Regions from separate parts of the Zea mays genome. Here region 1 is linked to region 2. The links are chromatin contacts, called in public Hi-C maps. All regions are on one chromosome and are shown on one strand. Each heading gives the region's core, a stretch centred on a gene start, on an enhancer-like site or on the middle of the called end of the contact. The rest is flanking DNA. Distances are from core to core; before and after follow the strand shown. Region 1 holds the start of LOC100382104 (putative WAK-related receptor-like protein kinase family protein). Region 2 holds the start of LOC100277886.

Region 1 (5,326 bases), core at 1,980-4,479, 200 kb before region 2:
AATCATTTGATTATCTAGACAATGGCAGCTTTGCCAGTGAAAGCAAATTTTCTGTGCCCTATACTTTGTGTTGTTAACAGTATAAGATCTTCGATTATCAGAATTTGATACTTTGGTAGACACACACACGCAACTGACAGGGCCATGGCCTTGTGAGCAGCAGTTTCTTGGATAGAAGTATCTATTGGTGATTGTGGTATATACAATACAGCAATCTTTTTTTTTGTGGCCAACTGTATGTTTCCTTGCACGCATTCTGCTTGCAAAAGTGTTAGTAGATGGCACATTTGTATCAATTGATAGGGCCATGTATTGGAATGATTTTTTTAATTATGTTAATTTCAATTCACAACTTAAAATGTTGACATTATACTTATTTGGGTAAAGAGTTATCTGTACTGTGATGTGTGTACATATTCTTTGTTGCTTGGAAAAAGTTTCAGATTATGTAACATGACAAACAACCCTCTCCTAGCTTCCATCAATCACTGTTTCACTGCAATCATACTCTTTCTACAAAGTGTCTTCTGACCTAGTTAGAGATATGTCTTTTTTTTTGTCATGTATGTACTGTAGGCCTGTAGCTTGTTTTCCTTTCTGGACATTTCTGACCTATGGCTATGTTCTGTTTGCATGCAGAAAAAATGGGCGCTTACCAGATTACATGCCTGATTCATCGGCTAGGATAAAGGAAGGTAGAAGTTCCTGGTGATGAAGATAAACTTATGTACATTGCTGTGGTGATGAAGATGAATTTATCTGCATTGCTGTGTTGTTCTACATGTAACAGGGAATGGAGCAAAGCTGCATAGGCTTGCTTAATTCCCCAGTTCTGGGAGCAATTGGCCTCGAATCTTGAGTGCAATTTATCTGAGTTTCTTTCCGGAAAGAATTTTGACATTCTATTTGCTAGTGGAACTGGAGCAGCAATATATGATTTATGTGCTACAGTACCCCATATAATGAGTGCTATCTATCTATATATTCGAATGACAACAAGATCTATGACCTCCAGCAATTTGGAGTACTCAGACTGTACAAGACATAGGTCTCGATTGAATCCACCCCAATTTAAGTTTAGATAGCTAATTGCCACCCAACTAAAGTTTAGCTAGCTAATTGCTAGAGCTAAACTTAAGTTTAGCTGTCGTTGTTTGGATACTCTAGCTAATTGAAAACCTAAGATCATATTACCTATGGAGGATAGAATAAGCGACTAGAAGGTGATGAATTACTAGAGGTGATGAATGAGAGCCAATAAAAATTCTTACATTGAAGCATTCTTTGCTCAACCCAACCTTATAGATACCAAAAACTCCAAAATGGGTCAAATCAAGAATATATTAATTAATTGTTGATTGGATGCTTCAAACAATCCATTAAACCAAAAGAGCTTGATTTGAACACCAAAAGACCAAACAAAAGACCCTCACAGTAGAGCGGTAGTGCCACTCAAATGTCCTAGTGTCGGGGTGTAGTAGTGTTGTTCAGAGGTACGATGGTGTCGCTCGAGCAAAGTTTCTTTGACTGCCTTTAAACTTTGCAGACAACAAGAGGAGAGGATGAAGAAATGATATAACAAGTAAGTGTAATTACAAGAATAATTTGGAGTGTAAACCACACAAGGCAAAATATGAGACAAGAATCACCCTCGAGGTTCGATTGCTTGTTAGAAACTTACATCCTCATTGTGGCAAATCCAAGCTAGATGATCCATATGCTATTTGACATTACAAGCCAAGCCTATAATAAGGATGCCATAAGAGTAACTCTAGATAGTCATTCCAAGTAGCCATGATATCAGTAGAGTTGCCCTTCACAAAACTCCTCCAAGGAATGAGCATAAGAGCTCCTTACAACGATGACCAGAGCCGATGTCAATCCTCAATAGTTGCTCAACAATCCCACAAACTCCAGCTTATCTAGTTGACATCAATCACCAAGAGTAATAATAGTGTAATCAGTCGAAGTTACTCAACTAGGGCCACAAAATGCTTGAACTATATGCAATGCACTAGGATTTCTCCAATCTCACTCAAGTGACGAACTATGAGTTATGAGTGAAGTGTTTTTCTTTATCCTCAAGAGGTTATGCAAGTGTTGGTGGTTTAGAGATGTCGACTAAGGCTGGCCAAGGAGTCTATTTGTAGCCCCACAAAGGAATCTAACTATTAACACTTGAAAAATTAAACTTGAGGGCATCAAACATGTCTAGTGCACCATCGATCACTGCATTGGATACGTCCAATACCTATCTAATAGATCTAAACTAGCTGTTAACTATGTGAGGTGTCCGATGAGTTCAAAACCAAAATATGCATGTTCACATGCTCCCTTGGTGTCATATATAGTGTGGTATTCAGTACCACACCGAATATGTGTGGTACACTATATATATAATTAACGTATTTGACATGCTCTCTAATGAGGTGTTTGGTTTGATGAATCACTCTATCCAAAATGAAGTGGTGCATCATGAGTTCATTTCTCAAATTTGGTGGGATGACTCCATTTCACATATTAGTACTAAACAACTAACTATGAGGAATGAGGTGGTGATGGATTAACTCACTCCATTCCACAAACCAAACAAAAAAGTAAGGAGTGAGAAGATGATGGACTACATCATTCCTCAAACTAAACACTCCATAAATTTCTTATCCAGTGAGCCATCAAGTCTTCCAATGATAAACATGTCCTCATTAGAATAGTTGAAGACCAATTATTTTAGTTGGTTGTTGTGTGTTACTACAGTTTCTATATTCAGAATATTTACAATACCTATTCCCTATTAAACTCAAACGGTTGCGAATTCTATTGGTTAGAACCTATACATGTGAGAAGGGAGGGCGATAGTTCAAACTCTAGCATTGCACTCATTTTTGGTCTTTTAATCGTGAGTTGATCTAGGAAAAATTGATGGGGTTTTAAAATTGCAAGGGCTTATATGTCGCGAAGGTGGGATGATCACGAGTTGATTGAAGCAAAATTAAGGGGGTTTTCAAAAGTTTACGTCCGTGGAACCGTCGAACCATGAAAACAGATTTATCTAAAATTTAAGTTTACCGATTTCTAAATGTAATTTGTAGTGCCGACCAAACAACCAGCAACGACGAAACACCCACTCTAACATGCATGATGCTTTTACTCCTGTATGGAATCGTTTTGGGAGTTCTCCTCTTATATTCATCGCAAGGCCAAAATCATGCAGGTTGATGGGGACGGACAGCAGGCAGATAAAAAGTCAAACCTCCTCCTTAATAGAAGAAATAATTCATACATATTACATACGACAAGCGCGAGGAGACAAGGTAAGCATTTGGGTCCTCCACTCCGTCTCCGAGATGGGTATCGCTCTCCTCGCGCTGCTGCTGGTGCTGCCGGCGAGCCATGCGCGGGTGTGCCCGCCGTGCGGGTCGACGGCCGTGCCGTACCCGCTCAGCACAGGCGACGGCTGCGGCGACCCGGCGTACAAGGTCCGGTGCGCCGCCGCCACCAACTCGTCGACGTCGTCGCCGACGCTCATGTTCGATGCGCTGAACGGCACGTCGTACCGGATCACGTCCATCTCGGCCGCGACGCAGCGGCTGGTGGTCGCGCCGGCGCCGTTGGTGGCGCAGGGCAGCAGGTGCGTGTCGGAGGGGCGCGGCGGCGGGGTGCAGCTGAACGCGTCGCTGCCGTTCAACGTGAGCTCGTCCAACACCATCATGCTGCTCAACTGCACCAGCGCGCTGCTGCTGTCGCCGCTCAACTGCTCCTCCAACTCGCTCTGCCACGTCTACGCCAACGCCACGGGGTCCACGGCGGCGGCTTGCGCGCCGCTGCCGCTCTGCTGCACCTTCGTGGCGGGGGGCTCGTCCACGTCCTACAGCATCCGGGTGTCCCCGCAGTTCTGCAGCGCGTACCGCAGCTTCGTGGGGCTCGACCCGGCGGCGCAGCCGCCGGCCACGTGGGGCCGCCGCCTCGGGCTGGAGCTGCAGTGGGCCACGCCCAGGGAGCCGCTCTGCCGCACGCAGGCCGACTGCGAGGACGGCGCCAACGCCACCTGCGCCGACGACCCGCTCACGCCCGCGGCCCGCCGCTGCTTCTGCGTGCCCGGGCTCTCGTGGAGCCCCCTCGCCGGCGCGTGCCAGCTGAGTACGTAATTTCTTTCCGCTGCATCTGCACGCCGTTGAATCGAAGACTCGAGGACGAGGATGGACAGGTCCTGAATTAAATGGAACTCCTGTACTACTTGTTCGGTTTGGTGCAGATCCCTCTGATTGCCAGATCGCTGGGGGCTGCGGAGGATCCAACCATGCGCCTCTCATTGCAGGTAACCGCTTGCTTCCGTGTTCTTGTCGTTCAGAGTGTTCGACAAATCTCAAAACCTAAAAAAAAAGAAAATATTTAGTTACTGCTTGACACAAATGATTAGATGCCACATAAAAATGTTTCTAAATTGCTAGATAGTTTGATTGAATATATATACAAATTTTAGATGACATACCCTACCGGAAAATTCTAGATCAGTGCTTGCTTCGTCTTTTTTTTATTGCCATCTACTGTCACGGGTAACCGTATAATACATACCTCATATTAACCGCTAAAACTTTGACAACAATTTTCCTCGGCGTAGTACAAATCCCTCATATGACGCGTTGGGTAAAGAGGAGGTAGTGGTTTGGTCGACTCAAGCAACCCTTTTGACCCTTCTAGTCCAGTCGACAGTAGGTACGCTGCATTCAACCCTTTACCCTTTTGATAAGCCACAATGGTATGGTCAACTTTGGGGGGCTCATGGCATGGACCATAGTCATAGAGGGATAAGCTTTGACCACTCCATGAATGTGTGTTGCAAAGACTGGCGGCTGGCAGCAGACAAGACAACTATCAGCCCATGAGGTCCAGATCAACGGCTCACTCTACGTTATGTTTTTATAAAGATCTGAGAACGTTTTGTTCCGGCATATATTAGTATAAGGGCCCGTTTGTTTACCTTGATTTTGAGGAATTGAAAACTAATTAATGAAGTAGTCTATTTTTTTAGAATTTGATATTTCATAACTTTTCAACGTTTATATATAAACATATCTCAAATTTATGGGTGACATATAGAAACTGATTCTATAGATTTACATGCTACTTTTCTAATATACAACTTATAATACACTTTTCTACTTGTTTTTTATAGATGTCCAGCAACATCCTACAGTGTATAACTATTTCTCTCATATAATTTAAGCTAATATACAAATAAATTACATATACAAATATAATAACTTAATTAGTTTGTGTCTAAATTATGATTATTGGAATGGAATTTAATTCCAACCAAACAAACGGA
Region 2 (5,378 bases), core at 1,454-3,953:
GGAAAGCTAGTGGAGGACTACCTTACCCGGTAGGGGAAAGGCAGTAGGGGAGTAGGCGTGTAGGGAGGTTCTCGGGTTGATTTTGCTGCGATGGCGGTCAGACGGGGGATTCCTATATTGCTCTTCCTAGAAACTGTAGCGAGTTTTCTGAAGCTAGTGGAATTTTGTAAAGGCCTCGTAGTGGATCCCTAGTCATTCACCTTGTTAGTGTCTAAGGGTCTAGCTAACCCTAGCGACATGGGATACATGACTTGTGGGTACAGGGTACAACCTTTGCAGAGTGTAAAACTGGTATACTAGCCGTGCTCACGGTCATGAGCAGCTCAGGACTCTCGCATGATTAAATTATGGAACTAAATTCAATTTGTCATTTGCATTGAATGTGATTTATTATTAATTTTGTTCTATTATTATTATGGTTTGGTATTTACTTATATTTAGTAACTGCTAATAAAAATTTGACTAACTTATTAAAAGCAATGCTCAGCTTTAACCCCTATTATTGATCAGTCTTACACATCACATGAATTCCCACCTTGGGTGAGTTCATGCACATTATTCCCACAACTTGTTGAGCAATGAACATATGTGAGCTCACCCTTGCTGTCTCACCCCCCACAGGTCAAGAACAGGTACCACAGGATGAGGCGCATGGAGGATGTTGCGTTGTGTTCGTGAGAGGTCTAGGCCGTCGTCTCCCAGTCAACTTTGGGTTGCTGGATCGTTGTATTCATATGATGTAATTATTTATTTATTTTGTACAGAACTCCTATTATATAATAAAGATGTGACATTCGTTTCTGTACCATGATTCATCATAGGTGTTAGACTTGGTCCCAGCACACCTGGTGATTATGTTCGTGCCCGGGTCTCTAAAACCTGGGTGTGACATCTTACACGACCACATATGAAGTCGGGACAATGCTCACCCAACCCCTCTAAGATTTGAAGGAACATGCGGTAACTTTGATGAAAGTAGAGCGACAGGTAGGCCCACAGATCGTTGAAGTGGTCTTGCATTAACCAGTCAGGGGCGAATATACGGTCGCGATCGATGTAGCTCCGATGTTGCCTTGTTCGTTTGTTAATCGTGAAAGACCTAGAGGCAACCTCTAATGCCTGCTACATTATAATTTGTTACAACAACTCGATCACCCCATCTTCGATCATGTCGATGTCCGAACTCGATGAAGACATCTCAACAATGCTTTACTCAAATGAAATGATTGTGATATGCGTATGAGGCGGCGGTAGAGAAATTCAAAATGTGACTTGTGCGAATGAGTTCAAACACTCCTTTATCTGTAGATCAGATTCTAATATACTTTTTAATTTTTTTGGATTTTTAATTTTTAAAATTCAAAATGACGTGAACCAATCAAGCAACACCACAAGTCACCAGACAGTCATTATGAACCGAATGCTCCGCAGTGAGGCTGTTACCAACCGGGTATAAGTCGACTGTCCCGGTGACCACAAGCTCGTGCCGATTGATGTTGAAACCATGACAGCAATACCTTGAGCCAACGTACCACGCAAGCTAGCGGTATAGCTTAGGTCTAGAACCAGCCTTAACCTGGCTCCAACTGAGCCCCTTAAACGGCCCCAACTGGACATAGGGGCATTATACCTCTCCAGGGGCGGATCCACAATGTGGGCAAGGTGGGCCATAACCCCACCTTAATTTTTGAAACTCTTTATACCTACCTTTCGTATATACTATAAATAAAAAAGGTATAATGTATATGAGGCCAAAATAGATAAACATCACCACGACATACCATCACTAACCCACACGGTATAGCCCACCATCTTAGACCACAACCCACATCGACTGAAACATAGGCAGACAGAAGAAGACACCAACCACAGGTCTACAACGTCCAACCCCTGCTCAACGCTTGCCCTATCATTGTTGTCGCCCAATCATCGCCACCAGCCCGTCACCTAGTCATAAGCCCACTGTCGCTAGCCTGCTGCCTAGTCGCCCATGCTGCTGTCATTATTAGCCCATCGCATAGTCAATAGCCTACCGTCACCAGCTCGTCGTTCACCATGGTCTTCCACTAGAGTGCAAGCTGCCACAACGTCGCAACTCTTATCCCCGATTGGTTGACTCCGACGTGATTTACATTGACACGACAACACCACTTTCTGTTGTAATAGTCATGATATTACAACTTAACTTTCATGATATTACTAAAAACTACCTTTATTTTAACATTTTTAGTGATTTTTCCATTGCAGATTGGCCTCCACCTGAACTTTCTTCTTGCGTCCGCCACTGTGAGTCTAACGGTTCCCATATGTACCAGAGATGAAATCTCCATGTATGTATATAAGAGAAACAATGTGCTCCTCTTATTCTTATCAAACTGTTTTTTATGATATTATTAATCCTATCTAAGCCTTTTAACGTGATAATAACGTGTATAGGATAGTATAACTATTGTAAAGTTTTTAATATTTTTTAAAAATAATAAATATATGTTAATTAATTGAGTTAAAGTGTATAGGGAAGTTGTTTAAGAAGAATGACGCGAGAAAGACTTATATGTAAGAGAAGATTATTTTAATAGAAGATAGTAAAATATATTTAAAATACATATGTGGTCGTCTCTATCGTCGTCCTCTCCCGTCATTGATACCACCACTCTGTTCTCTGGTGCGTGCTCTCCGTGCCTCTCCTGTCTGGCTGTCTCCTCTGGAGGTTGAGAGAGAAGGCACACGCGGCTTCCAAGAATGCCCGATGAGGCGAGGCCAAGCAAGACCTCTTCTCGCTCAGACACGGGAGATGTGCGGAAGCAAGTCGGAGAGGGACAGCGGCCCACTACTCCCCAATCCACGCACCATTACCACCGGCCTCCTGTCGTCCACCACTGCTGATAGGATGATGGGTAGAGAGAGATAAGGGGTGGGGGATACAGTCCAGAGTCGTTGGGGGCGGTGGCGTTTCTTGCCGGGCATGCGTGCTTCCTCAATCTCGCCCCGTCCGCCCCGGACTCCTATTGCCACCAATCGTTGGGCCTTTTTGGGTTTTCGACCTCACCTCACCCATGGGTCAGAGGAGCTCTCCGCCTCTCCCCTTCACACGGCCGCCCACGGCAGGAGAGAGAAAGCGGGGACGAGCAACAGCAGGCCAGGGCAGGCAGGCGCAAGAAACTTCCCCCACCTCCACCTCCTCCTCGCCTTCCGCCTTTATTTCTTCTCGTCTCCTTCCTCGGTCCTATCTCCTCTCCTGCTCCGCCTTTTCCTCATCGGTCCCTCCTCCCCTATCCTCTGCTCCTCATCCCCTGCGCTCCGTTTCTTCGGGGTTTGAGGCGAGTGATCTAGGCCATGGCGGCCACCAAGAAAACCAAGATCGTCTTGGCCCAGCCGGCGGTTGGGGCTCCGACGTCGCGGCTGCCGTTCTTTTCTCGCGCGCCCGGCCCGGTCCGAGGCGCCGGGGACGAGGCGGCGCACAGGGCGAGCCTCAGGTACCGGTCCCTCCTCCAGGACTACCAGGAGCTCATCAAGGTGAGCCGAGAGATTCTCTTCTTGACCCGTCAACTCATGCTGGTGTTGATCTGATCTGAGCTGATCTCGGGATTGGGGGAGGTTTTGCCTCATCTATTCGGTTTGAGAGCCACGTTTATTACTTGTCGTTTTCCCCGGGATTTGTTGTTGTGATGTTTGCGGTGTTTGTTATGCCCTTTCTTTTTGGGGTTTAGGTTTCATTCGTCCCTTGTGTTCTTTTGACGATTTCTTGTGGATCTCTTGCCTTTAGTTAGGTTCAACCTGTTTGCTACGGCGTTCTTAGACCCATCTGTGCATTCGAGTTTCATGGTGTTAGTTTTAGTTCTAGTTTGTTCCACTGCGATTTGCAATTCAGCTTTTGTTGGAGATTTAGCATTCGAGGCATTATAACTTCTATAACATTTTGCTGGGTTTATTTATCTCCACTTTGATATGCATGATCTGAATAATATCTGACAATGGTTAGGTCTTGTTGACCTGTACAGGAAACCCAAGCAAAGAAGGAGAGGCTGTACATGGAGAGGCTCAGGAAGAAGAGGCTTTTGGCTGAAGTCAAGTAATTCTCAGATCATACCATTTTTGCTCAAGTGTGTACATGTGTTATTTGTCTCTCTGTGTGTGCGTGTGTTAACTGTTGTATGTATAGATGGCCAAACGGGTCCTACGGCACTTACACTATAAAGCACGGCGCTATTAGTCATGACACTATTAGGCATTGTTATTAATCGTGCTGGGTCGTGCTGTGCCAGAACTAGCGTCTAGCCATCAGCCCAACCATGGCACTACAATGCCTAATCCTGCCGTGCCAGCATTGACATTAGCATCTAGTAGTGCCCGTTCTATCTCAGGTCTCAAAAAATCTAGATCTAGAAAATCTTTAAGATTATATATATAATTTTAAAGCATCTAGATCTAGTAGTGCCCGTTCTAGCTCAGCTCTCAAAAAATCTAGATCTAGAACAACTTAAGATTATATATATAGTTTTAAAACATGAACATTCATACTAGTATAGAGTGGATTTATTATTTTTAAAACCATAACAAATCATATTTCACAATCACATGCACACATTACAATCGCATCTATAGACCATCAGTTGGTCTAAGCCGTGTCTAGTTGTGCCGACCTCTTGATCGTGTCGTGCTCGTGCTAGTGCTAGCTCATCATGTCGGGGTGGCAGTGGTGGCCTATGGATCGTGTCGTGCCGTGTTAAAGCACTACGGGTCATGTCGTGTCTAGTACCAGTCTATTTAGCACGCCCACTTGACCATCTATAGTTGTATGATGCCTGCGTCAGTGTGTGTTATCGTTGTGTTGTGTGATATCTGTTTATGTGGGTGGCATACTGGCATGTTTGCTAAACAGTTGTGTAAACCCATGGTGTTGCAGATTCTTGCGTAAGAGATACCAATCTATGGCTAAGAACCCCTCTCAGACAATTGCTTGTAGAGTGAAGAATCCAGCACTGTCGTCTGCATCCTGGAGGGCTGCTTCGGTAAGTGACGCCCAGCACCAGTTGGTTCGTGCTGTCGGGAGCTCCAGTAGAAACCAGCTGGTGCAGCCAAGGCGCGGTGGTTCTCCAAGGGTGTATCCGGCGATTGACCTCAATGAGGCCTGTGAGCCGGTATGAAATTGTGATAAACCTCATTCCACTTGCTGCAATAGCTCCCAAACTTGAGTTATCTGAACAGGTTTATCTCATTGCAGGGTTATGAGATGGAAATCGTCGAAGAGCGCCATGGCAACAGGGCCCCTCTTGGCATCAACAAGTCAAAGAGGTATCCAATGGAAAGTGATGCTGCTGCCGGCAACAACTCAAAGAGGTATCCTATGGAGATGGGAAGTGATGTTGTTGCCGGCC

What was found. Hi-C and Micro-C count contacts between places; a contact is called where the count stands out from the background.
Region 1: a contact with region 2 is called in a Hi-C map of ear, with 4 times the contacts expected there. The contact joins the promoter of LOC100382104 here to the promoter of LOC100277886 in region 2. A contact is called at or near these places in 3 of 25 Hi-C or Micro-C datasets (ear and leaf).

What each region holds. Positions count from the first base shown.
Region 1 is chr4:70,418,527-70,423,852 of Zm-B73-REFERENCE-NAM-5.0, reverse strand. It overlaps LOC100382104 (putative WAK-related receptor-like protein kinase family protein), which reads left to right and starts at 3,229. Exons shown (of 3, transcript NM_001174865.1): 1 at 3,229-4,137; 2 at 4,253-4,315. The coding sequence starts at 3,345. It overlaps LOC100277089, which reads left to right. Exons shown (of 6, transcript NM_001150753.1): 6 at 640-930.
Region 2 is chr4:70,218,730-70,224,107 of Zm-B73-REFERENCE-NAM-5.0, reverse strand. It overlaps LOC100277886, which reads left to right and starts at 2,703. Exons shown (of 4, transcript NM_001175578.1): 1 at 2,703-3,516; 2 at 4,002-4,072; 3 at 4,907-5,141; 4 at 5,225-5,378. The coding sequence starts at 3,337.